4 separate regions of the Mus musculus genome follow, and all the other regions are linked to region 1. A link is a contact called in public Hi-C, HiChIP or PLAC-seq and Micro-C data. All regions are on one chromosome and are shown on one strand. The core of a region is the stretch at or near the end of the contact, and the rest is flanking DNA. Distances in the headings are between cores, read along the strand shown. Region 1 holds the start of Dyrk2 (dual-specificity tyrosine-(Y)-phosphorylation regulated kinase 2). Region 2 holds the start of Hmga2 (high mobility group AT-hook 2). Region 3 holds the start of Mdm2 (transformed mouse 3T3 cell double minute 2). Region 4 holds the start of Llph (LLP homolog, long-term synaptic facilitation (Aplysia)).

The links. Hi-C and Micro-C count contacts between places; a contact is called where the count stands out from the background. HiChIP or PLAC-seq counts read pairs in DNA pulled down with a chosen protein or histone mark.
Region 2: a contact with region 1 is called in an HNF4G HiChIP or PLAC-seq map of pancreatic cancer cells. The contact joins the promoter of Hmga2 here to the promoter of Dyrk2 in region 1. A contact is called at or near these places in 1 of 39 promoter capture datasets (embryonic stem cells) and 1 of 115 datasets of contacts at active chromatin or transcription factors (pancreatic cancer cells).
Region 3: a contact with region 1 is called in a Micro-C map of embryonic stem cells, with 8 times the contacts expected there. The contact joins the promoter of Mdm2 here to the promoter of Dyrk2 in region 1. A contact is called at or near these places in 1 of 39 promoter capture datasets (cranial neural crest), 2 of 484 Hi-C or Micro-C datasets (embryonic stem cells and myocytes) and 4 of 115 datasets of contacts at active chromatin or transcription factors (astrocytes, embryonic forebrain, large pre-B cells and 1 more).
Region 4: a Hi-C map of B cells shows a contact between it and region 1, with 5 read pairs. The contact joins the promoter of Llph here to the promoter of Dyrk2 in region 1. A contact is called at or near these places in 1 of 484 Hi-C or Micro-C datasets (B cells) and 1 of 9 other capture datasets (adipose tissue).

What each region holds. Positions count from the first base shown.
Region 1 is chr10:118,867,609-118,870,332 of GRCm38.p6, reverse strand. It overlaps Dyrk2 (dual-specificity tyrosine-(Y)-phosphorylation regulated kinase 2), which reads left to right and starts at 1,430. Exons shown (of 3, transcript NM_001014390.2): 1 at 1,430-1,612; 2 at 2,035-2,183. The coding sequence starts at 1,564.
Region 2 is chr10:120,474,875-120,477,994 of GRCm38.p6, reverse strand. Hmga2 (high mobility group AT-hook 2) reads left to right here and starts at 1,526. Exons shown (of 5, transcript NM_010441.3): 1 at 1,526-2,042. The coding sequence starts at 1,932.
Region 3 is chr10:117,709,243-117,712,242 of GRCm38.p6, reverse strand. Mdm2 (transformed mouse 3T3 cell double minute 2) reads left to right here and starts at 1,485. Exons shown (of 12, transcript NM_010786.4): 1 at 1,485-1,691; 2 at 2,215-2,297; 3 at 2,459-2,543. The coding sequence starts at 2,463.
Region 4 is chr10:120,225,647-120,228,346 of GRCm38.p6, reverse strand. It overlaps Llph (LLP homolog, long-term synaptic facilitation (Aplysia)), which reads right to left and starts at 1,287. Exons shown (of 3, transcript NM_025431.2): 1 at 1,224-1,287; 2 at 144-373. The coding sequence starts at 366.

The DNA of each region.
Region 1 (2,724 bases), core at 181-2,680:
GACCCGGGACTCCAGGAGCACTTCAGAAATTAGGCACCTCCCAGGAAGGAAGTGCATGCCTGGATGCGGTCCAACTTTCTTCCCTATCTGCTGGGATTTTTTGAAGCTTTCCCTCCACACCTGGCTGTCCAAGTGGACAAAGGTGCACAAGTGTGCCACGCGCGACAAAGCATAAGGTGTGCGACGACAGAGAAGAAAATTTTTGTTCTTTCTGGGAAACAGAGGCTATAGACCACAAATGAAAAGGGCGGGGAAATTCTCCACGTGTCTGGGAAGGGAAAGGGAAAAGGAATCTTTTCCTCCGAGGATGTGAGGAATCAGAGGTGTCGCACCAGTGCAGCAGAGAGCTGAAAGGAAGGTGTGTCTGTCTCAGTGGCCGCGCCGCGCCGGGGAAAGGCTTGGAGTTGTAAGGAAATGGGAGGTGTCTCTGATGTTTATTTTTGCCTAGCAACCCACAGCCAACTGCTACCTCAGCTGCGGTCCACAGGCGCCTGTCTGCCTCCCCTTGTCCTAGCGACTGGAGGGCAGCGGTCACTCGGTGTCAGTGAATCAGGGAGGGCGTGCGTGGCTGAAATGAAGGTGGAAGGGCAGCCCCTTCCTTCGTCCATGCTTGGGTCACCAGGCTCAGCCGCAGTCCCTCCTCGGAGCCTGACTTTCCGAGGTGACCCTCATACAACTAAGTTCTCTCCATGATAAACTGGGGAGAGGGGCTGGCTGGGCCACTGGGACAGGGACAGGGACTAGGGTCGGGGCCAGGGGTGGGGGGCCGCAGTATTGTCTGGGAGCAGCCATTAGGAGCGGTGTTTAGGGGCGTGATGGAAGAGGGAGTGGTCTCTGCAGCAATTTCGGGAGGAGGCCGGCCGCGGTAGGTTGCGCGGTAGTGCCGGGAGGGGCGTCGCAGGGGCGAGGGGGACCCGGGTAGAGGGCAGATGGCCGTAGGGGAGGCACAGGGCGAGCCGGAGTCGCAGTTTTCCTGGGAGCGGAGGGCGGCTCTGCGGAAGATCGGAGGGGGTGGGACTCCCGGGGTGGCGGGTGGGGGTGGGGTGGCCGCCAGCCTGTGTGGCTGGGGCCGGGGGTGGGGGGTGGGGGGAGTCCGGGGCGGGGCCTCGGCGGGGGCGGGGCTGGCCTTCTCGGGCGCGAGCCGCGGGGGCGAGCGTGTGTGCGAGTGTGCGCGGACGCGCGCGGGCCCGGGAGGAGGCTCCCGAGCGAGTGGGTCCCGGCGGCCGCAACCCGCTCCCCGCGGCCCCGATGTGAGGGAGTCGGGGAGGCCAGCGGTGCGGCAGGGGAGGGCGAGGCATGTGCACGGGCCGGGGGGTACAGCAGCCGCCCGAGGACGAGGGGGACGGCGGCGGCGAGGAGGAGAGCGGGGGGCTCGCGGCGGCGGGTCCGGGCCGAGGGGATGCAGCGGACTGCGTGTGTCTGGCTGTAGCGGGAGCGAGGCGGCGACGAGGCGCGGGTGACCCGCGTGAGGGGCGACCAGGAGGCGGCGGCGGCGGCGGCGAGGAGTAGCGGCGGGACCGGCGGCGAGGGCAGCACTGCCATGCACGTTCCTCTCCCGCGGCCATGTTAACCAGGAAACCTTCGGCCGCCGCTCCCGCCGCCTACCCGACCGGTAAGGGCCCCGGGACCCTGTCGGCGGCGTGGGGCGCGGGCTGCGCGCGTTGGTGCCCCGGGATCCCCGAACCCGGCGGGTCGAGCGAGGGCCATCCGGAGCGCGACCCCGCCGCTGCGCCTTCTCGGTGGCCCGCCCTCCCCTCCCCCGGCCCGGCGACGTGGGCTCCGGAGCTCCGGCCCAGCACTGCTCCCCGCCGGGTCGCGAACTTAACTTTGCAGCTGGCGGGTGCGCGCTGGGGAGTCGCGTCCCGACCCCCCTTGTTTCCCGCACGCCGCCGGCTTTTCCCGGGCCGGGTGTCTCCTTCCATCTTCTCCCTAGAAGAGGGGGTTCGCTGCCCACCGGGGCGGGGGCGGGGGGTCTGGGTGGCTCTCTTCCCCCACCCTGACCCTCTTTTGTCTCCTCCCGCGCGTGGCTCCCAGGCCGAGGAGGGGACACCGCCGTTCGCCAGCTTCAGGCTTCCCCGGGGATCGGCGCGGGGGCTCCCCGAAGCGGAGTGGGGACCGGCCCGCCCTCCCCCATCGCCCTGCCGCCTCTCCGGGCCAGCAACGCTACCACTACAGCCCACACGGTGAGACCTGGCTTCGGGTGGGCGCCAGGCAGACCCCTGGCTTGTTGGGTTCCGACTGTGGGAAGAGAGGGCCGAATCTCCACGCCCCTAGCAGGGGCCTGTCCTCGACGCCGCCCTCTGCAACTTGGGCGAGCCCCGAGCTGCTGCCACAAAGGAGATTCGTGGCGTGGGCCCCTTGCTTCCCTCTGGTGCTCGCCCACCCCAGGCTCCTTTTCCTGGGAACTTCCTCCTTGCGCCCCCTCCCCCTTTTTTCATCTCTGCTTCTCAGAGCTCCCTTCCCCCCCGACCCGGTAAACATCTACTCCCAACCCCAGGGGTAGTGGATATTTATAGAAACGTATGTGTTAGGGGACAGCTAGCCTACCCTGCCCGGAAAATCGATCCCCCAAAGAGCCTCCGAGGCCTGGCTCCAGCCAGCAGGGAGCACCCGCCAATTGTCCCCCGCGTGTGTAAGCATGTTTTATGAGAGCTACAGGTTTGAGCACAGCAGAAATTGTAATTAACATTAACAAAAATAAGAGCTACAGCAGTAGTCAAAACA
Region 2 (3,120 bases), core at 277-2,776, 1.6 Mb before region 1:
AAAAAGTTGACTGTGGCCACGATGGTGTTCACATAACTTAGAAACAGCCCAGGCTATAAAATTAGGACTTGGCAGAAAGGAATTCTGAGGGAGAAGGTTAAAATGAAGGCAAACTTCAGGCAATTGGTGCGGTGGAAGGATAAGTGATCGGTAATATCCCATAGAGTTATGGGCGTCCCAGCACGGGGGTGCAGCGCCTGCTCCAGGAGTCAGTCCTGGGGGAGGGGACCTCGATAAAGGAGCTGGCACACTCGGTGTTCCTGTGTATAGTGTGCAAGTGTGTGCTTTTGTTGCGAATGTGCTTACTGGCACCATCGTGTGTCTGGTAGTGTGTGCTTAAGCACGGGTTTGTTTGCATGCCTGCTTGCCAGTGAAGTGTGTGTGCGCGCACACATGAATTTTCGTGCAAGCTTGTCTGCGATCACACGCGTGGGCCCGTGTATCTTTGTGCACGCTTGTTTGTGCGCCGGCCCGTGCACTCTGGGGTGAGGGCATTTCTCAGTGGAGCGGGGGGGGGGGGGGGGTCGCAAGGGGCGCTCCGACTCCTTGGTCGCTCTTTTCCCGGGGCTGAAATAGTAGACAGCGGCGGTTGACCCTGAATGCTTCCGGAAACTTCGGGCAACCCTCGGTGGAAGCACAGGTAGAAGCCAAGCTCTCCAGGGTGACTCTGAGATAGTCATTTTCTTTCGCCTTCCTAGGACAGCCGCTCAGGGGTGGCCTCCAGCGGCGATCCGGCAGGAGAGCCTAGGCCCTGTCTTTTTAACCCCACTGCTGGCGGGAGCACGTGAGCCGGGGCTCCGGGTGGCAACCGGGCGCCGCCGCCTTCGAGGCAGTTGTGTTTCGAACGCTGCCTCTGGCCCGCGGCCAGGCGCCTGGGCTCGGCTGTCCGCCTGGCCTGCCCCCTCCTCTTGCTTCTCCTGCAGCCCCCTCCCCTTTATCCGCCCACGATCAGAGGTGGGCACTCCCCGTTCCCGCCACCCCCTCCGCAAGTGCGAGCGCGCGTGTACACACACGCACACGCACGCACACACTCATCCCTCTTGAATCCCGGGCAGGAACTCTGAAAACTTGCAGCACGGGCAAAACTTGGGCTCCGGGTGCAGAGCGCAGAGGCCAGCAGCTTGTCCCTCTGCATCTGTGCAGTGCCGCCGCCTGACCCCGCCACCCGAGGAGGCGCGGTGCCACCCACTGCTCTGTTCCTTGCTAGAGCTGAGCTGGGCGCCCTACCGGATCCTGGCAGAAACTTCCACTCTCTCCTCGGTTTCTGACCGCACTAGTCAGTCTCTATCTCTGTCCCGTTCTGTCTCTTTGTCTCTGTCTCTCTCTGAGTTTCTGTCTCTGTCCCTCTTCTCTGTGTCTCTCTCTGGCTCTCTGCGTCTCTGTCTCTCCTTCCCGCCCCCCTCCCTCTCTCTCCCTCTGGGGTGGGGGAGAGGAGGCGGAATTCTTTCCCCGCCTAACATTTCAAGGGACACAATTCACTCCAAGTCTCTTCCCTCTCCAAGCCGCTGCCGAGCGTCCCAGTACCCGCAACTCCCGAGCCTTTGCGGAGAGAGCAACCCTCTCCGCCTCCAACTCTTCCCTCTCCTTCGCTTCCCGCCTCCTCTCCCTACCTCCACCTCTACCTCCGCCACCCACTGCCCGCAGCGCCTCCTCCTTTCCTCCTCCTCCTCTCCTCCTCCTCTCTTCCTCCTCCCCTCTCTCTTTTTGGCAGCCGCTGGACGTCCGGTGTTGATGGTGGCAGCGGCGGCAGCCTAAGCAGCAGCAGTAGTCCCCGGCGCACTCGCCAGCTCGCCTGCTCTCGCCGCTCTTGCCCTCTCCAGCTCTCTACATCCCGTCTCCCGAAAGGTGCTGGGCGGATTCGGGGCGGCGGAGGCCGAGCGGCTGCAGCGGCGGTACCGGTAGAGGCAGTGGTAGCGGCGGCGGGAGGCAGGATGAGCGCACGCGGTGAGGGCGCCGGGCAGCCGTCCACATCAGCCCAGGGACAACCTGCCGCCCCGGTGCCACAGAAGCGAGGACGCGGCCGACCCAGGAAGCAGCAGCAAGTCAGTACGCCGACGCGGAGGGGCCACTCAGCCCACCCGCGACGCCTCTGCCCCCGGGGCCCCGCGACACGCCGGGCGACCGGAGCGCGGGAGCGCAGCGGCTACGGCAGCGCAAGCTAGCCCGCCTGCCACCCGGGTGTAGGTGGGGCGGGAGACCGAGTTCCCCTGGAGAGTGCGCGGCGCAGTCTCTCCGGGTACCCGCGCTCCCCGGCTCCAAGAGCTGGGGTCCCGCGGCGAGCCGTAGCCACCCGGTGGAGGTGGGGTCGCGCGAATCGTGGACAGGGACTTTCGCTATTGTGCGCAGCCCCGGAGCGGCGCGGCGTGGCTCGGGGGGGGGGCATCGAGCCTCGGGGGTCCCAAAGAATAAAAGCGTCGCTTTGTCAGCCGCTTTGGCGACTGGGGGGACTGGGGAGTTCAGGAGGGGCAGGACTGCGAGTCCGAAGCTCTTAGACCCGCGGCTTTCTCCGGCTTCTCGGGGCCGCCTTCCCGTAGGAGGCTGATGCGCCGCGGCCGCCCCCTCGGTGCCCTCCCCACACTCCATGGCCCAAGGCTCGCGCCCTCCCGACAAAGAACGCGTGCGGAGCCGACTGCCCGCCTGGTGCTCCTCCCGAGGATATTTAAATGCCTGCCGAGCTGCTACAGCCGCCGGGGCTGGCGGGGAAAGGATCCCGGAGGATCCCAGGCCCCCGCGGGCCCGGGAAACGCGCTTCGCCCAGGGAGCTCTGGAAGGAAAGTGCACGGTAGCCAGGGTCGCTTCCCCGCCAGGAGTCGGGTCCCTCTTTGGCTCCTCGATCCCGCTCCTCTGAGCAGCCCAAGTTTTAGCTTCCTCTTGGGCGAGTGGCTGGGGGCTGGGAAGGGACGGTCGAGGGGCACCCAGGACCCCGCGGAATGGAGGGTTTTGTCTGCGGATGCAACCAATTAAGAGTGCAAGCCGGCTGTTGCAGAGTTGTGCGCAGCGCCCAGGGCCGGGGGCGGGCGGGCGGGCGGGCAGGGGGTTGGGACGTTCGCAGCAATTTCCAAGCCTAAGGACGCGTCTATTGAGAACAGTAAAACTCCCTTCCCGGCCTTTAAAAAAAAC
Region 3 (3,000 bases), core at 236-2,735, 1.2 Mb after region 1:
GAAGGCTGTCAGTAAGAAGTGGCAAGCCCCAAAGAACGAAATTACCTTTCTCCTTTAGGTAGGTTATCAATGTTACTCAAATTAGCTTTAAATTGCTCAACTCAAGCTATCCTCCTGCCTCAGCTTCCTGATTATCTTTGACTGTGCAAATGTGCCACCACCCCTGGTTTTAAGTCCTTTAAGATCTGGGGCTTTTGCTTTGGGGACCGAGGACTGAACAATGCAGGACCTTCTCGGTGCCACACACCCTCCGTTCTTAGATGTACCTTAAAAGGTGGACCCAGACGGCTGTTGCTCTGTACCTGGGATTACACGCACACCATTATATCTGGCCTTATCAATGCTTTTCTTTGACCTGCGTCCACACTGCCTAAAGCAGCGTCCAGGCCAAACTCCTATACCTTATAATGCTATCTTGGGCCCTCAAGATGACTAACAATTAGAAAGTTTGTAAACACTGGAGTGTATGTGTTGAAAAGGCCAGGCTGATTTCATGACAAGTTTCAAACTGGCAGTTAAGGGGACTAGGCCTAAATCTCTGTTTCCAAGAACTGGGCAATTCCGGGCAAGTCCGGGCCTCAGAAGCTGCCCCGCCTGAGGCAAGGACAATGGGTCAGCAGCAGTTTCCAGACTTTCTCAGCCAAAAGTTTCCAGCCCTCTCACCCCGGGAATGGAATGTCCCTAAAGATGGACCCAATAGATTAACATAGAGGTCACCTATCCCAGAATTCGCTAATATGCTTTATGTCAGGTCTGCAAACTCACTTGGGTGTCTCTATCTTAGTAATGGGGAGAGGAGACACCAGAATGCTGACTTCTGCAGATTAAAACATTCTTTGCGTTTACATACTATGAGCCCAAGGTGTCATGGACCCTAACAGTCTTTGAATTTTTTTTTTTAATTTTAACTTTAATTATGTGTATGTCTGTGCACACAGGTGCGGTTGCTCATGGAGACCAGAAGAGTGTGTTGAGTACCCTGCAATGACAGAATTTGTGTGGCGTGAGTGACTGAAAACCTAAAAAGGAGCTGTATGCACTCTTGACCATGGAGCTATTCATTTTTTATTCATTATTATTTATTCACTTTCCACCCCGCTCTCCGTTCCCTTCTGGGACACCCCCTTCTCACAATTTCCTCCCCGTCCCACTCCACCCTCTCTCACCTTGCCTATTTTTAAAGTCTTAAAAAAAAATCACTCATTTGTATACAACTTCAGCTGCTGGCGGGATGGATTTAAAAATACTACCCAGCTGTTAGTCTTGCTTTTCTTTTGGTAGCAGCAGCAGTCGGATAGGAACTTGCCTAGCGACCATTGCGGTTTCGAGCGGTAAACACAACCGCGCGGCCCCTCCCCACCTCCTGCGCGCTCCGGCACCGGGCGGCCGCTAAGCCCCGCCCCCCGCCTCCTATTGGTCCAGGAGGCGGCGTCGGGCGTGCGCGCGCGCACGCCCCGATGCCCGGATGGCCCGTGGCTTCCGGCGTTCTCTCCGCGGACGGTAGGGGGCGCTCGTCACAGAACTCTGCTTTGTTAACGGGGCCTCCGGGGCCAGCGTAGCCTAGGAGCGGCCGGTGAGGAGCCGCCGCCTTCTCGTCGCTCGAGCTCTGGAGCGACCATGGTCGCTCAGGCCCCGGCCGCGGGGCCTCCGCGCTCCCCGTGAAGGGTCGGAAGATGCGCGGGAAGTAGCAGGTACCCGCTCCGTGGGCGGCGGAGAGTCCCGATCATTCCCTCTTTTCCGCGCCCTCCGGGGCCTACTCGTAACCCGGGCCGGCTCGTGGGGTCGCGGGGCACGAGGCTGGGCGACCGTTTGCCCGCGCTGGGCCCTGATGTCATTCTGCGGCCGGGGGTGTGCGTGTGGGTGGGAGTGGGGGGTGGGGTGGGAGATGGCGCGGTTAGCACGGCGCATGCGCGGGAGGGGACGGAGGGAGGGGGAGGAGGGAAGAGCGGGGGTCTCCCAGCAGGCCCCGCGCGCGGGGGGCCCGCTCCGGGGTCGCGCTGGGCTCGTTGCTGGGGTCCAGGAGGTGACAGGTGCCTGGTCCCGGACTCGCCGGGATGCGGCTTCCGGGACGGGTGGGACTGGGCTGGGCCGAGTTGACTCAGCTCTTCCTGTGGGGCTGGTCAAGTTGGGACACGTCCGGCGTCGGCTGTCGGAGGAGCTAAGTCCTGACATGTCTCCAGCTGGGGTTATTTAAACGCTGCCCCGTTTCCGCAGCCGTCTGCTGGGCGAGCGGGAGACCGACCGGACACCCCTGGGGGACCCTCTCGGATCACCGCGCTTCTCCTGCGGGCCTCCAGGTAAGGGACAGCTCGCCGACGTCGTTTTGCATTTGAGAGCTATTGCCGAAAGACGTTTTCTGTCTCCTTCGTAAATGCATGTATCTATTTGTCCCTTTTCGTAGATGTTTTATAATTTCAAGTTTTTATCGTGTGTGTTGTTGTTTTTTTTCTACTTGTAGGCCAATGTGCAATACCAACATGTCTGTGTCTACCGAGGGTGCTGCAAGCACCTCACAGATTCCAGCTTCGGAACAAGAGACTCTGGTTGGTATTTCTGCCTCGAGTGTGTAAATATAGCTTGTTTTACCAGGTAATCGAGGAAACAAAATTGAAACCTGGATTATCGCACAGTCGTTTTAAGTATTTACCTACAAACTCTTAACTTTCTCGATTGCAATTGCATTAGAGAGTGGTCACTGCGACCTATATTTCCACAGCCCTTCCCCTGACGCAGGCTTTAGAAGTGCACAGTGTGTGGGTGCTGCTGGTTGTGACATGATGTTCTATCACTGTTCTAAATGGTAAACCGAAAGTCATAGAAGCATCCGTGCTTTTTGTGAGGATTTTAGTTATGAGAGGAATGCATAAAATATATAAAGTTCCAGTCTTTGCTCTGTATCTCTTTAAGTTTTCTACTTTATATTAGCATATAAAGGTGTTCTACAGCTTGTCAGTAAGTTACAAAATTACTTTTAATAGCTGCATAGGATTTGATAATGCG
Region 4 (2,700 bases), core at 38-2,537, 1.4 Mb before region 1:
TGTCCCCAGTTTCTTTTGGACTTGACACTAGGGACAAGTAGAATGGGTAGAAGACGGCTTTAAAAAGACAGAGAGAGACCGACCCCTAAGAGAAAAGTGGATCATTTTTTAGAAAAACCATGTAAATGAAGACCGAGGCTCACCCTTTTCCTCATCTGCGCCGTCACACCGCCCTTCCTCACACTGCATTTTCTCCTGGCGAGGTTTGGCTACCACCACGGTTGCTATCTCCTCAACGTCTTTCATTAGAGCATCCCCGTCCACTCTGAGGATACTCTTCAGTCTGTTGAGCTCCCTTGGCGCATTCTTCTTTCTCTTCTCGGCCCGCATCTTCCTCTTCCACTTACTCCGCAGGCTTTTAGCCATGCTTCACCTGGCGGTGAACAGAAACACAAACAAAAGGTTTACTGCTCACACCCTTGACTGGCAAGGACGTGGCCAAGCAGCCTTCTCTTCAGAACTGGGACAGATGGAAGAGAAGTTGTGCTGTGCCCTCATGCTTAGCTTATGTAATAATCAGCGCAGAGCATGAAAGGACTAAGTCCGGACACGTCAGGCCCCTTTAAGTAGGAACAAGTCGTTAATTCAAGCCGTTCTCAAAGAGCAGCTATGCATAGTAGACACAGAAAGCGAACAGCTCCGCCTTAAAATCACCTATTGCGCTGTTCTTATCCAATATCCGTCACCACATCTTTAGTGTGAACTTTTAACAGCTTAAACCATAGCTCCCTGCCTTTTAAAGACTCCTCCCCTCGTGTATCAAAGCTCATCCCGCTCCTCTCGGGCCTCCGACTTACTCTCTAGCCCCACACGCACGCAAGCTCCAGTCCGCACAACGCCCACTTCAGGACCGTCACATCTCCGATCTAGGTCTGGAAATGGCTCTCCCTAAGGCTCGCTCTGATCCTCCGACTCCTGTCAGCTCCTTTCTACCAAGTTCGGCTTCAACCCGGAGCTACCGTCCCCGTCTGCGGACTGCGGGGCTGAGCCGGATCCCCCGGGGCCACCGCTCTGCTGCACACCGTACAGGTCACGAGAACCGTGGGGTGGCTGGGTGAGGTCCCCTGAGCGTCAGCAATCACCAGTGGTCCGTGTGCGGGACCCCGAGCCTCGCCCTCCCGAGCCCCGCACCGAGCGAGGATGCGGTCAGGTCTCGCCGCGGAGGCAGGGTCCGAGCCAGTCCTTCACGCCGCGGAGTTGAGTCCAAAGCCCACGCAACTCACCTGAGAGACAACACCGCGCACCACGCGTGGGACGCCAACCGGAAGTACAGGCGCTTCCGGCTTCCGTTCAGGGGCCAGCGCACAGCATGCCGGGATCCTTGAGAGGCGTGGTCTTTGGGGAGGCGTGGTCAACCAGCTGTCTCTGTCATCCCGAGGCTTTGGCTGACCCCTACACCTACAGGAGAAAGTTTAAGGAATTTCCTGTCGGGAGTGGCAAATTATAAATCAAAGCATCTCAAAGCCTTGGATGGGCCAAGCCTGGCCGGGGGCCCTGTCTGTGACAGCCTCACGAGAAAGGATACCAAAGGGATTGCTCAGCTCTGATCATCCTGGAGCCCTTTCTGAGTTTTGTTTTTGTTTAATTGCAGTCTAGAAATTTTCTCATTTCGGCTGAGGATCCTAGGAGGTACGCGGCTGTGAGGATGTATCAAATTGTACAACTTAAATACGTCACGTCGACTGCATGCCAGTTATATTTCAAAGTGTCACCCAACAGAATAATCTTTCCTTATCCCCACGAATTTAAAGGGTAAAACAAGCTATTTCAACCAATGTTGATCTGTCCAAACTATTACATACCTGAGACAAAGCTAACCTAGGGTGAATGAGTTTACAAAAAAAGGTGTGGTTTTTGCATGTGCTTCTAATATTGCACAAGCTATGGGCGATACGCAAGTCTCTTTAACACTTGTGAAAGATAAGAAGAGTGTCTTAGGGCCTAGATAGTACCTCATTCATTGATCTTCAGTGGGTGATTAGGCAACAAACGTTAACTACCCAGACTTACCTGGAAACAGTGTTTTCAACAGATCACCACATTCAAGCATGTATGTGTACCACATGTGTGCCTGGTACCAGAAGAGGCCAGAAGAGGCCATCTCATCCCTTGAACTGGATTTACAGTTGGTTGTGAGTCACCACAGGGGTGCTGGGAACCAGTTTTACTTAGTTTTACTTCCATTACTGTGAAGACACCATAACCAAAGCAACTCTTAAAAAGTAAAACATTTATTTGGGACTGGCTCACAGTTTCAGAGGTTCAGTCCATTGTCGTCATAGCAGGAAGCATGACAGCATGCAGGCAGACATGGCGCTGGAGAAGCCCAGATCTGAAGGCAGCCAGAGGTTCTCTTCTGAACTGGCTGGAGCTTGAGCACTAGGGACCTTAAAGCCCACCTACACAGTGACACACTTCATCCAATAAAGTCACACCTATTCCAATGAGGCCTCACCTCCCAATATTGCCACTTCCCATGAGCCAAGCATATCCAAATCACCACAGAACTGAACCCAGGTCTTCTGCAAGAGCAAGAGGTGCTCTTAACCACTGAACCAGGTCTCCAGCCCCCTTTATAAGTGATGACTTATAAAATCCCTGTTTAATTGCTAGAAGAGCTGTGTCTTTTTGAAGAAACCATGCATATAGTGGAGCAAGCACTGAGATTTTTAACCCAGGAAAAATACAGTTGGCATTATA